Regions from separate parts of the Sus scrofa genome. Here region 1 is linked to region 2. A link is a contact called in public Hi-C data. All regions are on one chromosome and are shown on one strand. The core of a region is the stretch at or near the end of the contact, and the rest is flanking DNA. Distances in the headings are between cores, read along the strand shown. Region 1 has its middle 250 kb from the start of PRKCQ. Region 2 holds the start of SFMBT2 (scm-like with four MBT domains protein 2).

Region 1 (5,696 bases), core at 1,674-4,173, 310 kb before region 2:
TTATATCCAACCTGAAGCCTTTTTTTTTTTAGGGCCACAGGTGTGGCACATGGAAGTTTGCAGGTTGGGGGTCAAATCGGAACAACAGATGCCAGCCACAGCCACAGCCACACAGGATCTGAGCCTTGTCTGAGACCTACGCTAGTTCTTGGCAACCCCGGCTCCCTAACCCACTGAGTGGGACCAAGGATCCTCATCGATACTGTCAGGTTTTTTCCCCTGAGCCACAGTGGGAACTCCCGAAGTCTTTTATCTTAATAGACAGGTTGAACTTAGTCATGTTTATGAATGTAATAGAGACGTACAACCTGAGGTCCACTTGTTATTTTCTGTTTATGCGTTTATATATATTTTTAAAGGTCTTTTCCTGTTCCTCTCTCTGTGAGTACTGCTTTCAACATGTACAGAGATTTAAACATTGTTTCATGTCGATGGTTGGTTGCTGGTGTCATTGAACTTGGTTACTTAATCAGGGGACCTTTCTGATCTTGAGTTTCATCTCCTCTTCACTTTCAAGGACCCAACTTCGGTGAGTATTACCTTTCTTAGTACTTGACTATACTTTTCAATATTCTAACGCTTATATTTCCTCGTTCGTGAATTGTAAATTATATTTTTTTTCTTTTTGTCTTTTTTTTTTTTTTTTACGGTCGCACCTGCAGGGTATGGAAGTTCCCAGGCTAGGGGTGGAATTGGAGCTGTAGCCGCCAGCCTACTCCACAGCCACAGCAATGCCAGATCCGAGTCACATCTGTGACCTACACCACAGCTCACAGCAATGCCAGATCCTTAACCCACTGAGCAAGGCCAGGGATCAAACCTGCGTCCTCATGGATACTAGTCAGATTTGTTTCCGCTGAGCCACAGCAGGAACTCCCTAAATGATATCTTTGACTACTGGCTAACACAGATGAGGCAACCTCCAAACCCACCACCCGGCATTCTTGCCCTCTTCCTGTCCCGTTTTTGTTAGTCATCAGATTTATACCTTGTCTGGGCGTGTAATATTCGCATTTTATTCTGTCCCACTGATTCACCATTGTAAACTTCTACGGTTAAATACATTCCTCATGACCACGAGTCCTTTTGCAGCAGTTTTCTCTTTTCTCAATTATCTCTCAGTTGGAGAGAGATGAAATGAATCCGACTGGGAACCATGAGGTTGTAGGTTCGATCCCGGGCCTCCCTCAGGGAATTGAGCATCCGGGATTGCCGTGAGCACACGCAGCTCGGATCTACGTGTTGTGGCTGTGGTGTAGGCCAACAGCTGTAGTTCTGATTGGACCCCTAGCCTGGGAACTTCCATATGCCGTGGGTGCGGCCCCCCAAAAATAATAATAAATAATTATCATCATCATCTCTTAGTTGAATAAAGTTCATCCTTTAGTTACCCCAATACAGGTTCATGGGAACAATGTTATCTGGGTTTTTGTATGTTTTGTTTATTTATTTACTTATTTGGCCACACCCATGGCATGGTTCTGGGCCAGGAATGGAACCCAAGTCACGGCTACAGCTACGCTGCATCCTTAACCCGCTGCACCATAGCAGGAACTCCCAGGTTCCTGTATGTTTAAAAGACCGGTTTTCTATATTCATTATAAGGGAAGAAGAGCTTGGCCCAATGTAAATCCTTGGCTCACACTTTATTTTCTGTATCTCTCTTAAGTCTTCTGAAGGTACCGGAATAATATCACTTGAAACACCATAGTCTCCGGATAATAAATGTGACACTGGGGCTCTCTGAAGCGGCCAGCCCTATTTTCTCCCTTTTTAGTGACAATATTTTTGCCTAGCTACTCAAAATTTTCTTTGTTTATTCCCTTTATTGTTTCAAAATCATTTTAAATAATTTGACAATATATATATATTTGCCACATCCATGGCATGCAGAAGCTCTCAGGCCAGGAATCAAATCCGCACGACAACATTGATCAGAGCCACGACAGTGACAATGCCAGATCTCCAGCCCACTGAGCCACGCAGGAGCTCCTCCAAGTTTTTAATGGAAACTGATTTCCTTGTCCTATCTTCTCCCTGTTTCTACTCATCAATCACCAACTTTTTTTTTTTTTTTTTTTTTTTTTTTTTGCTGCAACTGTGGCACATGGAAGTTCTGAGCGATCGAACCCGTGCTGCCGTTGTGACCTACACCGTAGCTATGGCAATGCCAGAACCCTACAACTTGCAAGAACCTTAACCCACTTCCAACATGCAATGTCTTTAACTGATAGTGGACTGTCATGGCTAAGTTATTTTCCCATGAAAACTTTCCTTCTGAAAACAATACGTCTCACTGTCAATTTTTGCATGTTAATTTATTCTCAAACTTGAAAATTTCTCTCTCCCGGAGTTCCCATCATGGCACAGTGGAAACGAATCTGACTAGGAACCATGAGGTTGTGGGTTCGATCCCTGTCCTCGCTCAGTGGGTTAAGGATCCAGTGTTGCCATGAGCTGTGGTGTAGGCCAGCAGCTGTAGCTCCGATTCCACCCCTAGCCTGGGAACCTCCACATGCCACATGTACAGCCCTAAAAAGCAAAAAAAGAAACAGAAAATTTCTCTCCCATTTCCTCACTTAGTTTCAAAAAACGTGGAAATATATATGTGTCCGCATATAGTACGTAGCTGTACAGTCACTTCGCTATCATCATTTTTATTGCACATGGAAACCTAATATTGACCATTGGTCCACTGATTATTTTTCGACAGAGCGATGCAGGGTGCTGCCTATATCCATAAGGGTTCCTTGATTTCAAGGAAGTTTGTGATCTGCTGAAATCACCTGCCGTTCAATCATCACTTAATTTAATTCAAACAACGAAAGAGAAAAAAGATAAGAGGCAGGCTTGACTGAAGTTGAGAACAATGCCCCAGTCGGTAGCTATTTTTATCCAAAGAGCCAAGAGGACGGCAGTCACCTCGAGCTGCGGTTTCGCGCTCTCTGTTTCCTGTGCAGCCTGAGTTCCCCGCCTGCTCTGCCTCCCTGCCTCCACTTCTATAAAAGGAAAGGTTCCGTGTCCTCTGATCCCCGGGTGTTTTCAACACATCCCTCACCCACGGGCTGAGGCTCAGGCACTGTGTTAAAAACGTGCACGAAGGCCGCCTCTCTGCTTCCAGCGTGGCCCCTTTTCCTGGGTTTTGCCTGATGCTACACGACGCAGCTCCCCACAGCCCCTCTCATTTCGAGCCCCACCTTGCAGAACAGGAGTCCAGACGAGGACTCTGCACCCCTCTGCTCCCTGGCTTAGGCGGCCGCTCACCAAGAGCCTGTAAATCCACAGTGTTCCCCAGCTGCGTCTCATCACCCACCTGTCGTTTCATGTGGTGTGGGTATTGTGGGCCAGGAATGAGGGTTTGGGTTTTCTTTGGATTCACATTCATTCCTGCTGAAAGACTTTTGTTCTGCAGACAAACCCATTTTTTTCCTTTCAGTGGTTTGCCTCTGTTTTATGCTTACTTCTACAGACTGGCACGTCAAAGAGGTTCGAGAGAAATTTCTGTCTCCCCTCCACCCCACCCTCTCTCTGTCTCTTGCTTTCTCTCCCTCTCTCTCTCTCTCTCCTTCTCTCTCTCTCTCTCCTTCTCTCTCTCTGACACACACACACACACACACACACACACACACACACACACACACACACACACACACACACACCGTGGACCCACCTCACAGGAAACGCAGAAACTCGCCTCCATCCTGGGTCCTGAAATGTCCAGCTCTGAGATTTTACTCCGATTTTCTACCTCAGGAAATAATGCTAAACCTCCCCCCCCACCCCAATTTTTCTTTTCTTCCAGAAACAGATTGTGAACAAGGCAAGGAAGTTGAAACTCTCCTTGAATACAATTCTTGGAAGTTAAAAAAACCTCAATTATCACAGTTCTCCCACGAAAGGCTTTGTGCTACTAAATTGTTTATCTCCCTGACAGCCGAGGGAGCTGGACTTTTTTCTTTTCTTTTCTTTTCTTTTTTTTTTTTTACTTCACATCTAAAATAATCGAAGTTAAACAATGTATATCCCAACACCCCACAACTAGTCATTTCCTGGGTCAGAATTAGGACACAGGCTCTCCCCCATTTGGGGGGCTCAATTGCTGTTATGATGTTGGCTGTCGGTTATTTTAAAACCCAGTTTCCCCCTTGCTAGTCCTATGACTTTAGGGAGGTTAATTTCTCACCTCCCATGTATTTGAGTTTCTTCACATGGAAAACTGTGAGAGAATTTGACCTCAAGAAGATTCGAGAGAAAAATACCAAATCGCCTAACAGTGCTGAACACATAGACCCCCACAAAGCCCCTCCATAAAATGCCTTGACACCTCCGCCCCCTAAAAAAGAGAAGGAGTTCCCGTCATTGTCAACAGCATAGAGGGAAATGGAGGGCATCGTGCTAAGTGAAATAAGCCAGACAGAGACAAGTATTGCATGATATCAACTCTACGTGGGTTGAAAACAGCTGCAGCAGAGAGTTGAATGGTGGTTGTGGGGGCTGAGGAAGGAGAAATAGGACCAGGCTGGTCAAGGCGTACGAACTTCCACTTGCAAGAAGGAAAACGGTGGCTGCCGTTGCGGGTACCGTACCGGTCACCGAGATGGGCTGAGTAGAGCGTGTGTCTTCTCACCGCCCCCCCAAAGGTACCCATGTGAAATGATGGGTGGTGAGAATCCTTTTTCCCTGTCGGCACACGTCCAATCCTCCCACCGCAGACTTTCGCTCATCCCCGGTGACCATGATATTTGTCACTTATACTCTGTGAGGCCGGGGAAAGGACCCATCTAGAGTCTCCATCACACACCTGCCAAGCCTCTGCCAAGTCCCTGTCCCCTGACGCCTTTTAGTTCCTCTTCCAAGAACCTTTGCTGAGAACCTCTTTTCCCTTCCTCATCCTTCCAGCAGCCAGAAAAAAAAAATACACCTTTATGGCTGAGAGCTGGATATAAAGACTGGATCCTGGCACGAGACACGTGGGTGCCAGTGAGACCACCGTATTTCACTCATATTCATTCTGGGCGCCAGTTAGCATCAAATTTAAGGTTCATTTGTATCTCGAAAGCTGTTAAGTTGGATTCCTATGTTTCTTTTCCACCTCTCTGTAAAATTTCCATCAAGCATGTTGAAGCTGCTTCATAGAAATGCTAAAACCAAATTAATTAGCTACAAGGGGACATAGGCTGAGTTCCCGAGAGTATCTCTGGATCCAGACAGAGGTCCACCCTGTCCCTTCCCGGCAGGTTAGAAAGCCCTTTAAATCTGATAGGTTTTTTGGTTTGTTTGTTTTGAGTTCTCCTTGCAGCTCAGGGGGTTACAAACACAATGAGTATCCATGAGGACCTGGGTTCAGTCCGTGGCCCCGCTCAGTGGGTTAAGGATCCAGTGTTGCTATGAGCTGCCGTGTAGGTGGCAGACATGGCTTGGATCCTGCATTGCTGTTGCCGGGGCTGTGGTGCAGGCCGGCAGCTGCAGCTCCTATTCAACCCCTAGCCGGAGCTTCCATATGCCACAGGTGCCACCCTAAAAAAAAAGACCTCCCCCAAAAAATCTAACACTTTTTTGTAATTGAAGTTTAGTTTATTTGCAATGTTGTGTTAGTTTCTGGTGTATAGCTAAGTGGTTCAGTTGCCTTCTTTAAAAAAATGCATAACCTAAAATTTGAGGGTTCAGTTTTATTTGGGGCAAAAAGAGGACCGTAG
Region 2 (5,692 bases), core at 421-2,920:
ACCCCTAAACTCCCCCTTCTCCCAACTAATCCCCTGGCGCAGCCCCGGGTCAAAAATCAATAGATCGATCTAGCAGTCCCTACAGTTTTTTTTTTTTTTTTTTTTGGGCGGATTTGACTGACACACACACGTACTAAAAAATAAACTCGAAAGCCAGATCAGATTAGTAATTTTGAAAGGAGGTCACATGAGAGTAGACAACAGGAAAGCCCCAAGTGACAGGATATTACTTTAATGTACCACCAAAAAGAAAAGGGGGAAAAAAGGGAAAAAAAGAACAAAAAGATCATCCATACCGGAGCTCGCTCCGAAACTACTACTGACAATTTCATTTCAGCTGCACAGGCAAATGTTTCCAAAGGGGTGACTCCGAATATGTACACGATTTTTAATCCTCTAGATGGTTGGTCTCCAGTACTCACCCACCATCTTCTCCACACCCCCCTCCTGCCACCCCTAACAGACACACCGAAAAGAAAAGGAAAGGGGGGAAAAAAAAAAAGGAAGCCGAAGAAAGAGACCCCCGAGAGAAGACGAGGGAGCGCGGGGGGTAGCAAGGGCGGCTGCGTCGCTAAAACGAGCGCACAAATGCGGGAGGTGGGCGGCGGGAGAGGACAGCTTTGCACCCGGGAGGACACTTTGCAACTACGGACGGACTCCCGCAAGGCCCGGCTTTTTCAAAGCGGAGGGACGAGGGGGAAGGGGACGGGGGAGCAAAAATGACAACCCGGAGCGCAGCGCGGAGTTTGGGGCTCTGCTCAAGTGCTGTCGCTTTCTCCTCCAGCCCTTCTCTTTCGCTTCTCTCCCTCGGCACCCCCTCCTCCAGCCCCCCACTCCCGGGCTAGCTCGAGCTTCCCTTTTTTTTTTTTTCGGAGCTGGAAAAAAAGAAGCCTGCCCGGCGCACTCAACCTGCGGGCCGGAGGGTTGCTCGCGGGGCGGGCTGGGCGCGGGGACAGCGGCCGGCGCGGCGTCCTACCTGGTGAAGTTCGTCCTCCCCGTGGGTGGACCGAGGCCCCGGGCGCCGCCGGGGGTTAGGGGGGGTGGGGACGCCGGCCTCGCCCGCCCGCTCGCTCGCTCTGCCTCGCTCACTCCCCGCCCGCCGCCTCCCTCGCGCGCCCGCTCTGGTCCTCCGACTCCCACTACAGCCTCCTTCCAATATGGCATCCTCCGTGTGCGCATGCCCGGCACTCTTTTTTAAGATTATTATTTGGTGTGTGTGCAGCGAACTCCTTCAACGACCTTTTCCAAGCGCTTGCAGAACGTCTTAAGCCAATTAGCCTGCAGGACGTTCTGCACTCCTTCCTCTGCCCCCGCTGTGACGCCCCCGCTCCCGGGCACAACCTCCCCCCCTGCGCGCGCGCGCGCGCGCGCGTACACACACACACACACACACACACACACACACACACACACACGCTTCACGCTTCACGCTCCCAATGCCTCCCTCCCCGCCCCGCTCCCTTCCCTCCTTTCCTTTAGCTCCCTCCGTACACGAAATGCAGAAAGTTCCCATCACAGGGGTTTCCGCAAACGCCTCTGCAGGGAAATCTGGGCAAACTCTGCATCTCACTGGACACTTTCTGTTTCATCGGTTTTGCAATCTCTCTGGGGGCGAAATCCACAAACTTGCGCTTTATCCGCCGACGGAAGGTTGCGAGCGAAGAGAAATTCAATCCTCTCCGCAACCCCTGTCCCGCCCCACTGCGCCCCACCCAGCACTTAAATTGCGCCTTTTCTATGCAGATTCAAACATTTCCTGGCCCTCAGGGAGGGCGGGAGGGGGCCGAGGAAAGATTTTCCAGGGAAACCACCGCAGGGGAGTAACTGCTCGGGCGAGGTATCTGCGGGACGCAGCTAACAAGGGTCGCCACGGCGTCTCCCGGGCTATGTCCAGGCCTAGGCGACCAAAGAGGGCACCGGGCTTGGGCCAGCTATTTGTAAGGCGGGAAAAGATTCCCGCCCGAGAAAAACGTGGCCTTCGGCGACGGTGGGGGGAAATGGGGGGCCGCGCAGATCCCTACGGGGCAGGGTTTCCGGGTGGCGGGTCCCCGGGCCCTATTCCGGGGACAGGGGAGGGAGGCGGACAAAGCAGAGCTCCTCAGGCCTGAGCTGAGCAGAGACTGAACGGAACGTCCCCAGGGCGGAAATACTGGCGACGTCCGAGGGGCCAGACCGAGAACTTCCTTAGGTGGGCTGTACTTAGTAGAGAGGAGATGCTGCGAGGGGCTAGAATTTATTTCCGTGGGAAATGGAGATAGGACACCTTTTGTCAGGGTTTTTGCCTTATGGCCACAAGAGGTAAAATCCCCCGGAGTCTCCCAGTTCTGTGTCCATCTTCTTCCTACAACCCCCTCTCGCTGCGCCCCTAACCCCGGCCCAGGGGTCAGGAGGACTGAGAGGTCCCCAAGGCTGCGGCGAGTTCGCAGCTCCGCCCACCCTCCCAAGCCCGGCCACTCCCGCGCGTCCTCAAAGACAGAGGAGCCGGGCACATGAGGTCCCCGGAGGAAAGGTGAATGCTCCGTAAGGCTGGGGACTGGGCAGGGGATCCGGGGATGGAGAGTGGAGGTCAGAGTCCGAGCGCGCACAGGACGGACAGGGGTCCAGCATAGGCGGGTCCTCTCCCCGACGGTGGGGGCAGAGTTGGTCTAGAAGAACCGCCAAAGGGATGTGCCCAGAAACTGCTCGATCCAAGCCGCACGGTCGCGAGCGGCGTTCCACGGAAACGTGGGCGGAGGTCGGAGATCCTGGGGGGGCTCCGGCGGCAGGGAGACCCTGCTCACTTGCCGTCTGCGCAAAAGGTATTTCCTTACATCTTGGAGAGCTCTCTGCGAGGTATAAAACGCCTTCGTCCTCTCACATCTCCATCTGAGGTGCCGCCTGAGACTCTGAGAGGGCAAGCGACTCACACGGTTCAAACTCCAGCCCCAGTCTGCATCCCGTCCAGCTTCCTGGTCCCCTCCTCTTTGGGGACATCCGACCTGTTTCACCCGAAGGTCACTGAAGACGGAGAGTTCCCAAACCAACCGCACCCCGTCCCTGCACATTAACCCTGTCGCCTGCACCCCAAAACTGCCTCGCTCTGTCCCCTGAGAAGGCTCCAGATGGATTCCAGATGGACTCACCGCGGCTCCAAGGAATCCGGAATGGGGACGGCCAGACAGTCTCCTTGGCTCTAGCCCCCACCTGGGTCTCCACGCCCTAGTCACCTCCTCTAGATCCTTCACACAGCTGGCCAGAAGGGAGGGAGGAAAAGGGGCAGGGGACAGTGGCAGCCCAAGAGGGCTTAACAGTGCAGGAAACTCAACCCGAGCGCCCTTGCCATCGATGGGGTCACCGGCTGCGGCGCCAAGGAAGCAGATCCCCTTCTCCAGCCAGCCCCACTCCCCCACCGCGTTGCGCCCACCGTGGTGGCGGTGACCCTACGAGGGGATCGCGGCAGCACGGTTCCCCGGTGTGTCCCAGAACTCGCCGCGGGGGAGCGGGCAGAGGTTTGCTGCTCCCCGCCTCTCGCATCCCCAGGACTTCCGGGCGGTTCCCGTTTAGAGGAAGGATGCGTGTTCCCTCTCGGGGAACAGCCATCGCGCTGGCTCCAGGCTTGTTTACCAGCCAAATCATTATCATGGACGGAACGTTTATTTCATCAAAATAAAGAACAAATGCAAAAGAACACCTAACTCCTAACTCGACCATCTATAGACTACAATTTCTTCAAAGTAATGAGTGTGTTTTGGGTATTCAGACCCCTGCATAACTGGGCCCATGCGTCTGGAAAACAGTGTGGAGACGTTAGATTTTTCTGTTTTTGTTTTGTTTTGTTTTTTGTACTTATCGCGATTAGGAAATGAAATTGGGAAGCCAGGGTACACAGGACCATCACATTGTTACCACCGAGAATCTCAACATTGTCGAGGGTGAACGTTCTCAAAGTTTGGCCACTTCTTTCCCACGTAACTTCTTGAAGCTTCCTTAGCCGTTTCTGCCTGCCTCCATTCTCCTCCATCCAATGAGAAAACAGAAACTGGTTCAAAGACACCCCCCACTCCCGGCCAGCAATTAAAGCAGCCCTTCACGCCCCTCCAATACCTTCTTCCCACTTTCATTTTTATTTCAGAAACTGACATGTTAGGGCCGTGAGTAGGTAGAATCCACCCTAAATCAATTAAATGTGAGGGGATGACAGCAGAGTTAGCCAAAGTTAAAGGCTTGGTAAAAACTGGCAATGTTTCAAAGTTAAAAGGGGGGGGGGCATAATACCCTTGAAATCAGAGGAATTCAACCGCGCAAGTCTCATGATAAACATCCCAAGATTTCTCTATGAATTGCTGATAGTTTCTAAAAATCTTGGCAAAAATAAGCCTTTGACCACATCAACTGACTGAAACTGTTATGTCCTGCTTAGACAATGGTTAAACCATGAATTACGACACTTAAAGTGCGCCTACATGTCTAAGTCACAGGTTCCAAGGGTCATTGGAATTCTTTCCTACGAATGAAGCTAAAATATATAAAATATTAAAATTATATTTGCTTATTGGAAAATACATAGATGCTATTTCCATTTTCTTGATGATATGGCAAAAATTAGGGTTAAAAACAGTGAAAAAGGTGCTCGCTCATATTGTGTGTTTCTAATATGACTTCACAAAAGTTATTGCCAGAGAGTCAAAAATTATAGGCATGTTATTTGTCTTCTTTATGGTAAAGATATACGATTGCTTAAATATTGTCACAAGAATATACCAAGAAAAATATTGGTCAGTTTGCTCATAAATACTCCATGTTTAAATTAGACTAGGAAATACCCTAAAGAAAATAAACCATTTGGCTTTCTTAACGTAGAAAATCTCTCCAATATTAGACATACTAGCTTAACATAAAACCAGAAGGATTGGAAGTTCCTGTTGTTTCTCAGCTGGTTAAGAACCTGACCTAGTGTCCGTGAGGATGCATTTTCTAGCCCATCCCTGGCCTCCTTCAGTGGGTTAAGGATCTCACGTTGCAGAAAACCGCAGTGTAGGTCGCAGATGCCACTGGATCCAGTTTTGCTGTGACTGTGGTGTAGGCCGGCAGCTGCAGCCCCAGTTCGACCCTAGCCCTTCCATATGCTGTAGGTGCAGCCGTAAAAAGGAAAAAGAAAAAAAAAAAAAAAAAAAAAAAAAAAAACACAGAAGGATTGAAAAGTGTCCCCTAAAAGTCCTTCAAAATAAGCAAATATTTGAAGAATTTAAGCAATCTTCTTTTGACTGGAACCTTGGAATCTAAACATGTTGTCGCTTAGGCTGGTGAGATTGTGTTTTTCCACGACTCTCCTGAGGTCACCAAGAGGGAACTCTGGAGACAGTCCCTCCTTTTCTTTTTCACCCTTGTCCCTTCTCCCCAGTTCAAGCACTTAGCTCCTGGGTCGGGGGTCAAATGACCTCATTCTTGCTTCCTCACCAACTTGCTGTGTGACCTGGGTAACACCAATGACCTCTCTGAACCACTCGTTTCTCATGATACACGGAAGGGATTAGACTAGCTGTTCTGTCAGGCTTTTCAGACTCTAGCCATCTACCCTCGTCCAAAGCCACGAATTGCTTTCTGTAGGGTTCGAACACAATCTCTGCCAGTTAGAAACAGCCAAGGTATAAATTCTGGTGTCACAAAGAGGGAAAAAATGAGGTGGGCAAATCTGTGGAGAAAGAGCCTACTT

Evidence for each region. Hi-C and Micro-C count contacts between places; a contact is called where the count stands out from the background.
Region 1: a Hi-C map of liver shows a contact between it and region 2, with 4 times the contacts expected there. The contact joins the enhancer-like site here to the promoter of SFMBT2 in region 2. A contact is called at or near these places in 1 of 5 promoter capture datasets (liver), 19 of 47 Hi-C or Micro-C datasets (adipose tissue, alveolar macrophages, blood and 11 more) and 1 of 2 datasets of contacts at active chromatin or transcription factors (skeletal muscle).

Annotation. Positions count from the first base shown.
Region 1 is chr10:64,185,963-64,191,658 of Sscrofa11.1, reverse strand. No RefSeq gene overlaps it. Among named protein-coding and RNA genes, the nearest start is that of PRKCQ, 250 kb to the left of the region's middle. Within about 2 kb of position 2,923, at least 9 of the 83 cell types and tissues checked have an H3K27ac peak or open chromatin away from gene starts, as enhancers often do. A contact at or near this core is called in liver, where this site is marked.
Region 2 is chr10:63,873,011-63,878,702 of Sscrofa11.1, reverse strand. SFMBT2 (scm-like with four MBT domains protein 2) reads right to left here and starts at 1,670. Exons shown (of 21, transcript XM_021065007.1): 1 at 1,492-1,670.